Linked DNA regions of Ovis aries: region 1 is linked to region 2. Evidence: chromatin contacts called from public Hi-C data. All regions are on one chromosome and are shown on one strand. Each heading gives the region's core, a stretch centred on a gene start, on an enhancer-like site or on the middle of the called end of the contact. The rest is flanking DNA. Distances are from core to core; before and after follow the strand shown. Region 1 holds the start of CCDC83 (coiled-coil domain containing 83). Region 2 holds the start of PICALM (phosphatidylinositol binding clathrin assembly protein).

The links. A called contact is a pair of places that touch in the nucleus more often than the background predicts.
Region 1: a contact with region 2 is called in a Hi-C map of tail adipose tissue, with 6 times the contacts expected there. The contact joins the promoter of CCDC83 here to the promoter of PICALM in region 2. A contact is called at or near these places in 11 of 16 Hi-C or Micro-C datasets (blood, hypothalamus, liver and 5 more).

The regions. Positions count from the first base shown.
Region 1 is chr21:9,222,958-9,226,370 of ARS-UI_Ramb_v3.0, reverse strand. CCDC83 (coiled-coil domain containing 83) reads left to right here and starts at 2,109. Exons shown (of 12, transcript XM_027959747.3): 1 at 2,109-2,221; 2 at 2,442-2,522. It overlaps LOC121817498 (a long non-coding RNA gene), which reads right to left. Exons shown (of 16, transcript XR_009597808.1): 12 at 3,024-3,087.
Region 2 is chr21:8,887,214-8,890,906 of ARS-UI_Ramb_v3.0, reverse strand. It overlaps PICALM (phosphatidylinositol binding clathrin assembly protein), which reads right to left and starts at 1,869. Exons shown (of 22, transcript XM_060403879.1): 1 at 1,781-1,869. LOC132658338 (a long non-coding RNA gene) reads left to right here and starts at 694. Exons shown (of 2, transcript XR_009597804.1): 1 at 694-1,089; 2 at 1,234-1,418.

The DNA of each region.
Region 1 (3,413 bases), core at 860-3,359, 340 kb before region 2:
TTATAGAATGTGATTTGGGAATGAATTCAAAGTCCTGAAGAATCACAAAATTGTTTTTCCGTTTAACAACAACAAAAAAAATCCCCGTGCTTTAAAAACTGGGATGGTGGTAGCTTTTCTCCTCTTACATCTGTACTCCATTCAATTAGTTTACTCCCCAACCTGTTGCTGCTCTTCTAGAGAAGACCAAGGAACTAAAAACACTTTATCAGATGTGTAGAACACAGCAAATAATTGACACTGAACAAATATAAAACACTAATAGAATAAAGGGCAGTTTGAACAAGATAGAAGACATAAATGACTTCAAACTAGCTAGGTTTCAGGTGACTTTTTACTTAGAAAAATTACCTTAACCAAAGGTAATTAATATTTTTATTCACTGCTGCAGTTCTCATCCATAAGCTCTTAATATGTATTCATGTAACAGCATTAATCATGAAATATATGAAAATGTATTTTTAAAAAATCAAATTCAAGGATGCCAAATGGCAGACTTATAAGATAAAAAGGATGGCTAATTGACTCAAATGTAACTAAGTGCTCTCAGAATATAAGAAATTGTCTTGAGGCAGGAAATGGGAATGAACCCAGGTGAGAAAAGGGGGAAATTCAGAGGTTGTAGGTGTATATTTTTCCCCCTTGAAATTAGGAGTTCAGTTCAGTCACTCAGTCATCAGCATCAGGTTCTTTTCCAATGAGTCAGTTCTTCACATCAGGTGGCCAAAGTATTGGAGTTTCAGCTTCAGCATAGTCCTTCCAGTGAATATTCAGGACTGATCTCCTTTAGGATGGACTGGTTGGTTCTCCTTGCTGTCCAAGGGACTCTCAAGAGTCTTCTCCAAAACCAGAGCTGCCAAAAGTGGAAACAGAGGGAAAGACGAAATCTATACGGGGTTTCTTGAGGTTTTGGAGCGAAAAAAAAAAAAAAGGTAAAACGAGAAGGAACATTAGCAGGATCAAGGGCTTTTAGAGCTGCAAGTTACCTTAAAAGCATTTAGTCCAGGGGTCTGCAGTTCTCCTTGGAGTTAAACCCGGGAGAATGCTTACACAAGATGAAAGCAGGCAGGAGAGAGGCCTCAGTGGCGGAAGGGGCGGGGTGGGCGCGGAGAGGCGGGCAGAACTCACATCCCTTTCCCATCCTACAAGCTGTCGGAAAACCACTGTCCACTCCTGATGTCTAACTTTACAATGGAAGAAACAGTGAGTAGCTTACAGTCGCAACACAGAGCCTAGGTCTCAAGCCTCTACACCACTCGAGGCTTCCCGGTTTGCTGCGAGAGGGAGTTAAAAGTGGGCGAGTGAGTCTTGGAAGCAAAGTTATGACCAACCTAGGTTCGTTATGATCAACCTAATATGCTAGACAGCATATTCAAAAGCAGAGACATTACTTTGCCAACAAAGGTCTGTCTAGTCAAAGCTATGGTGTTTCCAGTAGTCATGTATGGATATAAGAGTTGGACTATAAAGAAAGATGAGCGCCAAAGAATTGATGCTTTTGAACTGTGGTCTTGGGAGAAGACTGGGGAGAGTCCCCTGAACTGCAAGGAGATCCAACCAGTCCATCCTAAAGGGCAGATCAGTCCTGGGTGTTCATTGGAAGGACTGTTGTTGAAGCTGAAACTCCAATACTTTGGCCACTTGATGCGAAGAGTCGACTCATTGGAAAAGACTCTGATGCTGGGAAAGATTGAAGGCGGGAGGAGAAGGGGACGACAGAGGATGAGATTGTTGGATGGCATCACTGACTCAATGGAATGGGTTTGAGTAAGTTCCAGGAGTTGGTGATGGACAGGGAAGCCTGGCGTGCTGCAGCCCATGGGGTTGCAAAGAGTCGGACACAAGTGAGCGACTGAATTGAACTGAACTGAGCTGAGGGAGTCTCGGTGCAGCTGCGCGAGTTGAGACGGTGGGAACCGGATGGGCAGACTGCGGGAGCGCGGACTCTCGACCTGACTGTTCCCCGCTGCGGCCACCAGGGGGCGCGCCCGGCCCGCCGCTCGCGGCTGGTGTTGGTGGAAGGGGGAGGCCCGCGCGCGCCGGTCGCCTTGGAAACGGAGGGCTCGGCGGCTGCCCTGGAGTGAAGGGGCCGGGTCCGCCCGCCCGCCGTGCGCGCTGCCTTCGAGTCCACTGCTGTGTATCCACACCCGGAAGCCGTCCAGGGGAGGTCAGGACACTACCTAGCCTCCTTGCGCGGCCCCGGCTCCTTCCAGTCTGACTCGTAAGACTTTTTATGAGCATCTCCGCCCGGCCATTGGCTCTGCGGCTGGCTCCGCCGCAAAACGGGCCTGGGGTTCTGACTTTCTGGGGGTCCAACATTGGGTGAAGTGCTGGGCGGTTAGGAGCCGCTAACCTAACCTTTTCACCCAGGAGACACAGAGGGAGGAAGAACTTTTTGGATCCGATCAGAATACTAACGCATCTGTCTTTCCGCCTCTCAGTAGAACCCCTGGATACGTTGCTCATTTGCCTTTCTGAGATCTCAGCTTTCCTCCGGAGAGCAGGATCTGACTTTCACTCAGGTTTGTAACCTTCGTGATGCCCTCAGCCTCTAGCACACAGCGGGTGCTCGGTAGACTAATCATGCCTTCTGTTCGTATGGGGCTTTATCGCTTGGCAGTTTTCCCAAAGCATTTGAGCCTCATTAATAATCCTGACAGGTAGGAAAGATGGAAGAGAAAGCGAGGGTCAGAGAGGTCTAGCGACCTGTCCGAGGTTATAAAACTCCTTCATGGAGAACCTAGGTCTAGACTCCAATCTCCTTAGTGCTCTTCTCGCTGAATCCGCAGTCTGGTGAAAGGCTTTAGATGACAGACCCCCCAAATCCTTGCGTCCTTAGTACCAGCATGGAGCCCTCCCGCTGCAGGAGCTTTGTAAGCTCTCGGTGTGGCGCTGATGGCCCTTCACCCTCTGCTTCTTGCCCTGGCTGCTGGCAGCATCCTTCTAAATAGGACGCTTGGCTTCTTTCATTAATCTGTTAGATTTGTATAGCAGCTTGTTTGTCTCCTCATTCCCCTTCTTACCCCGTAATTCTTCACTGGGTGGAGAGTTGAGAAAGCAGCTGGGAGGTGAGAGAACAGGTCACATCTGATGAAAAAAAAGAGAGAGAGAAAGCTTCCTGTGAAGGCAGAGAAGGAAAAGAAGAAGACTAGGTATTTATCAACATGTGTAATAATTGCTCATTGTTTTCTTTCCACCACCCCCAAGACCCAGCCCCAGTTGGTACACTTTATTCGCTGTTGAAGGAGAGAGGTCTTTTCATTCTCCTTTGCCATCAGAGTGTGGAAAGTCCTGCATGTATATATGTCCATTATTCTCACAATATTCTTTTCACGGTTATGTTTCTTTTCCAAATTGGCTGTCTCTTACATTTTAAAGTTGTTTGGGGCTATATGTACATAATCTATACAAAA
Region 2 (3,693 bases), core at 620-3,119:
TGGACACTTATTAGACACTTGCTCATGTCTAGGAAAAAAGGAATAGACATGATTTTTTAATTGATGATGTCTCAATTTCTCACCTTCTGTATTGAAGTGTAGTATTATTGTTTGTTTACAGTTCATAGTTACATCTACCTCCTAGAAGAGTTTGAAAAATAGATGTATTAGTAAATCCATTTATTCACTTATTCATTCATTGATTTATTCAATAGTCACTTTGTGAGTGCTTATAACAAGCTAATAAGACATAGTAATCTCTTTCAAAATCTAGGAGCAAGCGGGAGACAGGTAAGTAAAGCAATTTGATAAATGCTATGGCTCAGAGGAAAAATACCTAAAATCAGAGAGGGACTTCTTAGGAGATTGGACCCTGGAAACTAACTTTGAGGTTAAGAGAAAGAAATAGTTAGGAAGCTGGGGTGAGACATGAGCTACTTATGAGAAGGAAACAAGCCACATTCAAACACTGAGATGGGAAAGTAAATCACTTGCTCCAGAAACTGCTCAAGAAATTCAATACGGCTGAAACGTAACATACAAGTTGAAGCAATGCCAGCGACAAAGCGACAAAGAGCAGGTGTCAGCTCTAAAATGGGCTTGTGTGCTAACCTAAGGAATTTTAATTTCAAAGCTTTGGAGCATATCTGAACTCTCCCAGGCAAGTGGGATCAGGGATGTCATTCTGGGACTACAGTTCCAGAGGCTGGTTCTGGTTATGGGTGGGGTGAGACTTCCTTATAATGTAAAAGAAATAGAACTAAGAGGATTTGAAAGTGATGGCCCAGGACCTGGGATGGTTGGAGAGGGGGATGCAAATCCAAGATTAATTCAAATTCGAGAGAAAAAACCAGAAGTAGTTAATATGGAACATGAAGCAGAGCAAACAGGTCAAAATAGAGAACCAGAACACAGCCCAGTGTGATTTCTTAAAGCCTCCTCTCCCCTTGCTGGGCTCCTTCAGCCTTAGACCTGAAGCCTTTCAAGGATTCAAAACAGAAAAGCGATCAGCTCTTGGTCTCTTCCAAACTAGGCAGACAGCGTCTTGTCCTGTCCTGTAAACACGTCCCCAAGGGTATCTGACCCACAGTAAGTCCTCCATAAGAATTTAGCAAAGGGTATGAACTTGCTGCTAATTGCCGAGCACAGAAATGCTTTTGTTGAGATATTCACACGTTATGTGAGTCTATTGTTGCTGTTTAGTCACTAAGTGGCTTTCCATTCCTTCTCTAGGGGATCTTCTCAAACCAGGGATGGAACCTGAGTCTCCTGCCTCGGCAAGCATATTCTTTACCTCTGAGCCACCAGGGAAGTCTGCCTGAGTGTAAGGGACAAGAAAATGGATTTCGTACAAACTCATAAGAACTCACTCTTCTCTTTAATAAATTCACTCATTTAATAAATGTGAACTAAAATCATGTTATTTACAAGCCATTCAGATATAAAACTAAACTTTTTTTTCAATTGTCTTAGGCAAATCGCATCATATGCATTAAGAAATAAAACAATAGAAAAGAAGCCCCCTCCCCCCAAGAAGAACTGACTAAAACAAAAGAACAACACAAGTAGTTTAGCAGTGAGGTGGTATGACCCCGAACAATAGTAATCCAGAAACAGTGGCTGGGGTGATTGTCAAACGTAAGTTTGAATCATACAGAGCTGCTCACAAATCTGTATGGATGCCTGTGTAAGTTACCAATTGTCACTGAAGATAGGTGGCTCAAATTAATGGGGGCAATAACAAGCTAGAATTCTCTGGGGGAGAAGCCTCACTACTCACCTGCCATTCTGAAGTCAGGGGCAATCAGATAAGCTTTAGTCCAGTCCACCAGGAGAGAAGGCTTTCGACATAACGGTTGAGCAGGGTGTGGCCAGCCTGTACACATGTCACAATGGTGCCATCATGAGACAAGTCCACGTAATATAAAAAGCAAGGAAGGAAGTGCAAACTTCAAGTGAAGACTAAACTGCTGAAAGTTGCAAAGCCTCCTAAATTACCCTTTTTCCACAGCACAAGCATCTTGTGATGTGATGTAATGTTGACCATAAACTATTTCAACATTTAATAAATTCAGGCATTTAAACCTGTACTATGATTGCAGTAATTTCCATAAACTTTCTGTCTCAGATTTCAGGATGATTCCCTCATATTTAACATCACCAGAGAACAGGAAGCAGTATTCTTTTTCTGCAGTGGTTTCCCTTGCGGTATAATAACAATGATAGCAATTGTTTTAAAAATACTTCTACTTATTTGTTTAACAATGTATTTATTTGCTGCATCAGGCCTCCTAGCCGCATCATGTGAGATCTTTCCTTGTGGACTCTCTAGTTGTGGCATACCGGTTCCAGGATGCTCCGGCTTGGTAATTATGGTGCTCAGGCTTAGCTGGTCCGGGGCACGTGGGATCTTTGTTCCTCAATCATGGATCAAACCCGTGTACCCTGCACAGCAAGGCAGATTTACAAGTACTGGACCACCAGGAAAGTCCCAACAATTCTTTTTTAAAAGTATTCGATCTTTGTCCCCCGTTCCTGGAACAAGCTCCTTAGAGAGATGGGTATCTTTTGTATGCTAGTGAAATGACTGGTGACCAGGGGCCTGCAGAAAGCTTCAGGATAGGGGTGGCCAGAAAGAAAAAGACGTGATTAGACGCTTAGAGCTTTTAGCTCCAAACCCCAAACGTCCAGGCAGGAGAGAAGGGCTTAAGACTGAGTTCAGTCACCAATGGCCAGTGATTCATCAATCACGCCTACATAATGAAACATTCCTAAAAACTTCTGTGCTTCCCAGGTGGCTCAGTGATAAAGAATTGGCCTGCCAATGCAGGAGTCACAGAAGATGCCAGTTTGATCCCTGGGTCAGGAAGATCCACTGGAGACGGTAATGGACACTCTAATTTTCCTGCCTGGAGAATCCCATGGACAGAGGAGCCTGGTGAGCTACAGTCCATGGGGTCACAGAGCTGGACACGATTGAGTGACTGAACACACACACACACACACACACACACACACTCCTAAACAATGCAGTGTGGATATCTCCCAAGCTGGTGAACACATCAGGGTGCTGAGACGGTGGCCCACTCCAGTTCCATGGGGACGGAAGCTCCTGCCCTGGGGACACTTTTGCACCTCACACTATGTACTCTTTCATCAAGCTGTTGATTTTTACGTTTTATGATAAATCAGCAAACATAAGGAAAGTGATTTCCCAAGTTCTGTGAGCCATTTTAGCAAATTATTGAGCTTGATAGTAGTGGGAAGCCCCAGTTTATAGCTGGTCCATCAGGAGTACAAGTGACCTGATGTTTGTGACTGGTGTCTGAAGTGAGGGCAGTCTTGTGAGGCTGAGGTCTGAAACCTGTGGGTCTATCACTAACTCCAAATAAGCTAGTGTCAGAAGAAAATGAATCATGGGACACCCAGTTGGTATCGAGAGAATTGGTTGGTATGAGGAAAAAAACCCCATAAATTTAGTGTCAGAAATGTCATGAGTAAAAACAGCTCACCCTGGTGAACTGTACCTTTCTAATCTTACCATGGGCTTCCCTGATAGCTCAGTTGGTAAAGAATCCACCTGCAACGCAGGAATCAGTAACTGTTAGTTGCTCAGTCACGCCTGACTCTTTGCAACTCCATGGACTGCAGCCCACCAGGCGCCTCTGTCCATGAGATTTTCCAGGCAAGAAT